Regions from separate parts of the Zea mays genome. Here region 2 is linked to region 1. The links are chromatin contacts, called in public Hi-C maps. All regions are on one chromosome and are shown on one strand. Each heading gives the region's core, a stretch centred on a gene start, on an enhancer-like site or on the middle of the called end of the contact. The rest is flanking DNA. Distances are from core to core; before and after follow the strand shown.

Evidence for each region. Hi-C and Micro-C count contacts between places; a contact is called where the count stands out from the background.
Region 2: a contact with region 1 is called in a Hi-C map of leaf, with 6 times the contacts expected there. The contact joins the enhancer-like site here to the promoter of LOC103626181 in region 1. A contact is called at or near these places in 4 of 25 Hi-C or Micro-C datasets (ear, leaf and an unstated tissue).

The regions. Positions count from the first base shown.
Region 1 is chr5:31,514,581-31,518,810 of Zm-B73-REFERENCE-NAM-5.0, reverse strand. LOC103626181 (MDIS1-interacting receptor like kinase 2) reads left to right here and starts at 2,686. Exons shown (of 2, transcript XM_008646574.3): 1 at 2,686-4,230. The coding sequence starts at 2,824.
Region 2 is chr5:31,556,799-31,560,764 of Zm-B73-REFERENCE-NAM-5.0, reverse strand. No RefSeq gene overlaps it. Among protein-coding and RNA genes, the nearest start is that of TRNAG-GCC, 34 kb to the left of the region's middle. Within about 2 kb of position 2,359, at least 2 of the 20 cell types and tissues checked have an H3K27ac peak or open chromatin away from gene starts, as enhancers often do.

The DNA of each region.
Region 1 (4,230 bases), core at 1,437-3,936:
TTGCTCCAGGGGAGAGCGACTCTGAACTCGCCAGCTTCGGGAATCCGCTCAGCTAAAATTCACCGGACATGTCCGGTGCACACCGGACTGTCCGGTGAGCCAGCGGAGCAACGACTACTTCGCGCGCAACGGTCGGCTGCAACGCATTAAATGCGCGCAGAGGAGCAGAGCACGCGCGGGTGGCTCACCGGACAGTCTACAGGACTTGTCCGGTGCGCCACCGGACAGCCAGGCGGGCCCACATGACAGAGCTCCAACGGTCGAACCCTAACGGCCGGGTGACGTGGCTGGCGCACCGGACACTGTCCGGTGGCGCACCGGACTGTCCGGTGCGCCCGTCGACAGCAGCCTTCACCAAACGGCTAGTTTGGTGGTTGGGGTTATAAATACCCCCAACCACCCCACATTCAAGTCATCCAAGTTTTTCACCTTCCAACTACTTACAAGAGCTCTAGCATTCAATTCTAGACACACCCAAGTGATCAAATCCTCTCCTAATTCCACACAAAGCTTTAGTGATTAGTGAGAGAGATTTGTTGTGTTCATTTGAGCTCTTGCGCTTGGATTACTTCTTTCTTTCATTCTTTCTTGCGAACAACTCAATTGTAACCAAGGCAAGAGACACCAATTGTGTGGTGGTCCTTGCGGGGAAGTTTGTTCCTGTTTGATTGAGAAGAAGAAGCTCACTCGGTCCGAGGGACCGTTTGAGAGAGGGAAAAGGTTGAAAGAGACCCGGTCTTTGTGACCACCTCAACGGGGAGTAGGTTTGCGAAAACCGAACCTCGGTAAAACAAATCCGCGTGTCATACTCTTTATTCGCTTGCGATTTGTTTTGCACCCTCTCTCTCGGACTCGATTATATTTCTAACGCTAACCCGGCTTGTAGTTGTGATTAAGTTTGTAAATTTCAGTTTTGCCCTATTCACCCCCCCTCTAGGCGACTTTCACGGAGGAATTGTAGAGTCCCTCTCAGCCAACTGCTCGAGGGAAGTGGCTGGGCCCTGACTCTTCATAATTCTTAGGGATCCACTATAGTTCCTGTGGTGGTCAGTTATACACCAACAACTATCTCTGAGTTGAGAGGATTACAAAGTTGTGTAATGCAAACGATAGTATCCAAAAACAAAGATGTTATACATTCTAGTGGATGAGGCACATTGAGTGAATAAGATACCACGATGCATCCATGAGTATAATCTCCCATGTTAAGGAACATCTGCTTCAAGTATGCCTTCACCTCAATCTAAAGTTTAGATATTAATTTTAAATTATTTTAGCTCTTAAAGCATATCAAGAGTGTCTTAAATTAGTTCCATATTTAAAAATATAGGGCTCAAATAAAAAAAAGCTCCAACAGTGTCATATTTTACAAAATTTTATCTAAAAAATATAGAGCACACCATGAAGTGACCTAAATATACTACGCCCCAGAGTAGTGCTCTATCCTTGTTTTCTACATTATTTTCTTTCCTAATAACATAATTTACTTCCTAAAATATATGATTTAGAGCTTAATTGTTTGAGCGCAATTTGTTTTTAGTGTCCTAAAAACTTTAAATGATGTAGTATTTTGATTTTTGGGGGCACTATTTTAAGTCACCTTGTTGGAGATGCTCTTATTGCCCTAAACATATGGACCCAAAGAAGTAGCTAAAGTTTAGTTGTTCTCATGAAAAATTTAGACTACATAAATGAGCCAAATTAATCTATTTTTAAAGTTTTAGAAAGTATGGCCACCGTAAAACTATTCTAAATTTGGTTTAAGTCAAACTTAAAATAGTAGAAAAAATAGAGTATGTTTTTTTAGACATGTTGGCTCTCTAAAAAATCTAATCAATTTAGTATAACTATCTAGAGAATTACTTCATTCGTCTCACATTTTTACCAAGTTTGACCGATTCGTCTTATTCAACTTTTTTTGCAAATAAAAAATTAAAAATTAAAACCATACTTAAATTATTTTAAAGTATATTATATGCTAAACGATATCATGATAAAAATTAATAATAATTATAAATATTTTTTAATAAGACGAGATGGTCAAATTTCAACCTATTTATCTTCTTTGTCGCATGACAAGATTGGGAGGCCTCCCAAACCGGCTCCGACTCCGTCTCTTGTAGGAGTCCTCTCAAACGATCTAAAAAAAGATCTCACAACAATGAGCCATGAGGAGACATAGTCATTTTTATAGAGAGAAGACGGAGCAAAAAAATGGCTTTTGTGGCTCCTCACTGCCTTTGTCTCGTGCTAAGAAAAGCACTAGCTTCTATAGCGAAGCTCCTCTTTAAGAGAAGCTAGAGCCAAAGTTATTTTTGAAGGAGTCGGAGCCGTGTCAAATAGGCCCATAATTTCCCGCGACAAGTGGATTTTAGGACATCAAAATCTTTCATGTCAATAGAGCCAAATTGGTTTCCATGCAATCTCGTTTCTTATTGTCATTTGTAACAAACTATTAATCTTTTATAATAGTATACTCATTTTTCTAGATAAATATTCGATCTAAAACATTCTTTTGAGCGTTTTTATAAAAAAATTGGAACATTTTTAATCGGGATTATTAGAACCGGCGTCGTGTGAACCAAATCCAAGTGCGGAAGTGCGCCGCTGCCCCTTTTCCTGTTCACTCCGCTTCCCAGCCGTGTGCTCGCATCCCAAGTCAACCCACGGCATTGACCGCGACCCAGCTGCGCGCGCCGCGAGCCCGCGACCTCAAAGAGTCAAGACCACTGACCAGTGACCACCACGCGCTCACCGCCAGCCCGCACGGCCGCCCCTGCCCGCACGAACGGGCACGCAGCGCTCCGCTCTGACACCCTGCCAATGCCGACGCCGCCATCCGCCCCCGCCCGCTTCCTCCTCGCGTCCCTACTCTTCGCCATCCTTGCCCTCGCTGCCGTCTCTGCCAATGCTGCGGCGCCACCATCGCCGGCTGAGGCCCTGCTGGCGTGGAAATCGAGCCTGGGCGACCCGGCGATGCTATCCACGTGGACGAACGCCACCCAGGTATCCATCTGCACCACCTGGCGTGGGGTCGCCTGCGACGCTGCCGGCCGCGTTGTGTCGCTCCGTCTGCGCGGGCTCGGCCTCACCGGCGGCCTGGATGCGCTCGACCCGGCCGCGTTCCCGAGCCTCACTTCCCTCGACCTCAAGGACAACAACCTGGCCGGCGCCATCCCTCCGTCGCTCTCGCAACTGCGCACTCTGGCCACGCTCGACCTGGGCAGCAACGGGCTCAACGGCACCATCCCGCCGCAGCTCGGCGACCTCTCGGGCCTCGTCGAACTCCGGCTCTTCAACAACAACCTGGCCGGCGCAATCCCGAACCAGCTGAGTAAACTGCCAAAGATCGTCCAGATGGACCTGGGGTCCAACTACCTGACTAGCGTCCCGTTCTCACCGATGCCCACGGTGGAGTTCCTCTCGCTCTCTGTCAACTACATCAACGGCAGCTTCCCGGAGTTCGTGCTCAGGAGCGGGAACGTCACCTACCTCGACCTATCGCAGAACGGCTTCTCCGGTCCAATCCCGGACGCGCTTCCGGAGCGGCTGCCGAACCTGCGGTGGCTCAACCTGTCAGCCAACGCGTTCTCCGGCCGGATCCCAGCGTCGCTCGCGAGGCTGACGAGGCTCAGAGACCTGCACCTTGGCGGCAACAACCTTACTGGCGGCGTTCCCGACTTCCTCGGGTCCATGTCGCAGCTGAGGGTCCTTGAGCTCGGCAGCAACCCACTCGGCGGGGCGCTCCCGCCGGTTCTTGGCCAGCTCAAGATGCTGCAACAACTCGACGTGAAGAACGCCAGTCTGGTCTCCACTCTGCCGCCGGAGCTCGGCGGTCTGAGCAACCTCGACTTCCTCGATCTCTCAATTAACCAGCTCTATGGGAGCTTGCCGGCGTCATTCGCTGGGATGCAGAGGATGCGGGAGTTCGGCATATCGTCCAACAACCTCACCGGCGAGATCCCAGGACAGCTGTTCATGAGCTGGCCGGAGCTCATATCGTTCCAAGTGCAGACCAACTCGCTAAGGGGCAAAATCCCACCGGAGCTCGGCAAGGTGACGAAGATCCGATTCTTGTATCTCTTCAGCAACAACCTCACCGGCGAGATCCCGTCGGAGCTCGGCAGGTTGGTGAACCTGGTTGAACTGGATTTATCTGTCAACTCGCTCATCGGACCCATACCCAGCACGTTCGGCAACCTCAAGCAACTCACGCGGCTGGCGCTCTTC
Region 2 (3,966 bases), core at 1,110-3,609, 42 kb before region 1:
ACAAATTGATCAAATTGTAAACTTCACCATTGGTTGTGATTTACTCTCCTTGCTAGAATATTATTCTAGATATAATCAAATCCCGTTGAAGGAAGAAGACCAGATTAGGACTTCGTGCATCACCCATTTGGTGTGTATTGCTATACAACTATGTTGTTTAGGTTGAAGAATGCGATGGCTACCTACCAGACGGGAATCCAAAAATGTTTGGCATCTTAATTGCATAGATATGTAGAAGCCTATGTTGTTCATGTAGTCATAAAATCTCGGGCTAGGAAGGATTTGATCTCTGGTCTGGTAGAGACCTTCATGAGCCTAAAAATTTCAACATCAAGATTAATTGAGAGAAATGCTCCTTCGGCGTAACATCTGGGAAATTATTGTGATATCTTGTTTCACACCGTGGAATTGAAGCCAACCTGAAGAAAGTCTAAGGAAGGGTCCGTTGAGTCGACTCTAGGATGTCTAGAGGTTGACTAGTTGCATGGTGTCACTAAGCAGATTCATATCTCGACTCGGCATTCGGTGTTGTCTTTCTTCAAGCTATTAAAGAAATAGTACCAATTTGTTTGGACTGCTAAAGCTGAGGATGCTTTTGATGAACACAAAATATATCTGGTGAGTCCTTCAATGCTGGTCGCTCCTAGATCTAGGAAAATATGTAGTTATATATCTCAGCTAGAACCCATGTTGTCATCACAACCTTGATGATGGAGGCAGACTCCCAACAGCATCCAACCGGTGCAGTTCCTGATCTAATTCATCTCAGAGGTACTAAATGAGTCCAAGCTCCGATATTTTCATATCATGAAAATAACCTATACATTAATCATTACTTCTTGCAAGTTAGTACATTATTTCCAAACACATCAAATAGAAGTACATACATATTTAACTTTAGTAGAAGTACTGCACAAGAAATATGTTACAGCCTGAGTTGCCAAGTGTGCTATTGAGCTAGGAGTATATGACATTATATTCAAACCTCGTATGGTGATCAAGGCCAAGACTCTTAGTGATTTTGTTGCAAAGTTGACCGAGATACACGTCCTAATCGAAATGAAGCCCCTTGATCACTGGACAGTCAAATTTGATGGACCTTTATAGCTTAGTGGAGCAAGAGCGTGAGTTGTTGTTACTTCACCAAAAGGTGAGAAATTCAGGTACATACTACAAATACACTTTCCTACAACCAATAATATTGCTCAGTATGAGGCCATGTTGCTCAGCTTAAGAATTGCTATCACTCTGGGCATTCGATGGGTCCGAGTTCTAGGTGACTCGTTGCTAGTAATTAACCAAGTCAACAAAGATTGAACTTTCAATGTGGATTGAATGATGAATTATTGCCAGGAGATTCAGAACCTCAAAGATAAATTCGATGGGATTGAATTCTCATATGTTCTATGAGCAAAGAATGAAGAAGTTGAAATCCCGGAAAAGTTAGGCTGCTCAAGGTCCCTTGTACCCCTAGAGGTCTTCGTGGAAATCTTGCATGCCCCAACTATTTAGAATAATACAGAGTTACTCCAGCCAAGTTATCCAGATTTGAAGATCTAGAATCTCATGATGATCTGCTAGCCGAGGTGATGTCTATAAAGTCAGTTTGGTGGGCTCCCTTCATCAAATATCTAATGGATAGAGTCCTCCCCACAAATAAGTCCTAGGTGACTCAGATTCAATAAAAAGCTAAGGCTTACACCAAAACGTTAGTGGCGAAAGCTTATCAGCAGGTTTTTCTGATCAACAATAGTAACTGACGCCAAACAACTCGTACGCACATGCAAGGGGTGCTAATGTTTTTCACACCAGGCTCATATGCTAGCTACACAACTTTAGACTATCCCTATCACCTATCAATTCTCCACTTGGTGCCTAGACATTATTGGATCATTCAAACCGGTGAAGGGCGAAGTCACGTATCTCTTTGTGATCGTTGATAAGTTGACAAAGTGGGTCGAGGCTAAGCTTGTAGCCAAGATCTTATCAACCAAAGTAGTGGAATTCACGAAAGAGATCTTCAATCAGTTCGGTGTGCCGAGAACCACCATAACTGATAATGGAAGCCAGTTCACTTTCTAAAAAGTTCATGAATTTTTGCACCGAATGTGGAATTATTATGCATTTTGCCTCGGTTGCACACTCTCAAAGAACTGATCAGATGAAAAGGGCTAATGGCCTCATCCTTAAAGATCTCAACCTAAGACTTTTTGATTGATTACATCCGTCCATCCGAAGATAGCTGCAACAATTACCCACTATTCTTTGGGGGCTTTAGACATCGCTGAGTTCTACCATAGGACATACCCCTTTCTTCCAGGTGTATGGATCTAAAGTTATGCTCCCCTCCGAGATAGAACACCAATCCCTCTGAATTCTAAATTTCATAGAAGCTAGATCTCGAGAAGGCTGAGTCACCAACCTTAAGATACTTGAAGAAGCCAGGGACTCAACAACTATGTAGTCACCCAAATACCAATAGGTTATGAGATACCATACAAGACATGTCTGAGATAGAAGTTTTGTTGTGGGTGATCTGGTGCTGCGCAAGATCTAGAGCATGAGGTTCAAGCACAAGTTATCACCTCTCTAGGAGGGTCCTTTCATTGTCTCTGAAGTACTTCGGCCAAGTGCTTATTGACTCCAACAAGAAGATGACACGATTATTGCAAACTCCTAGAACCAGGGGTAGTCCTAGAGGGTATCATGGGTATGCTTTTGAATACACATGATTTTACTGATCTATGATATTTTATTCAATAATGCATGACACAAAAAAGGTTGGAGCACTAGTTTCTTTAGGGTTATGCATTTTTGAATACCCAAACTCAACTGTTTGGATCCGCTTCTGACTAGAACGTTGACCAACTATGTTGATTTTATGTGTAACTTCTCCATTTTTGTAATAGGTTCATCTCAAACAACTCGGCCATTGTTTCACGACCAAGATGTTTGGGGCTAGCATCATGTATCAATACATTTGTATGGAGTTGCTACAAAAATTACATCTCTGCGTTATTTTTGCTCTCAAATATTTCTTAAAGGATAAAACTGGCCTGAACCCCAACTTTGTCTCACTCGATCATCACTACAAGGGTACTAGGTGTTGTCCCTACTGTCATAAATACCTAGATGATTTGACCCAGTCAGATTTGAGCCCCTCAAGGGAATGACACAGTATCACCTCTACGGCTCTGCTATTGCTCCTGCAAAACAAGTCCAAATGAAAATTCACAGCCCTTACTTCATCCCACCTAGTAGTCACTCTAAGGGCATTGAGGGGATTTGGTCACCCTCGCTAAAAAAGGTTCTTGGACACCGCATGTATATTAACTAAGGTCCCTCCTAGGAGGGCGACAATATCACCTACACGACTTTGCTGTCATTGAAAGAGCATCCCGTGGGCACCAGATTATTGAGTTCTCAAAACTTGGTTCTCTAACAGAAAGACCCATCCATTGGCACCGTATTACCGAGTTCCTGAAACTCGTCCCTTGACAACAAAACTCACCATGGGCACCAACTTTATTAAGTCCTAGGACTCAGCCATTCTATCGGAAAAGTACCATCTATGGGCAGTGGATAACTAAAAGCAGTCAAAGGCTATCTATTGTACTACTGATTACAGAATGTCACAAAGCCTAAGTGTATGTAACTCGGCCCACAAGAAGACTTGGCTATCAAGAGCATCGACAAGTCTTACCTGATAGGTATAAAAACTAGTGAAGTCGTTTGTTAAAAATGTTAATAAACGGTAATTAACACTACAATATAAAATAAAGTTCTATATTTCATGCGTCTTTTGAAAGTGTTTTCAGGTTTCTATCACCTATTACACATTATATGGAAATCTTGATGTCTTCAATTATCTCGGCTGCATCTGACTTGTTCTCCTCAATAAGTTCATCCAACCTTTTGTCCCAGTAGTTGGTAGAGAGACTTCCCGGACTCTAGTAACATCTAGCT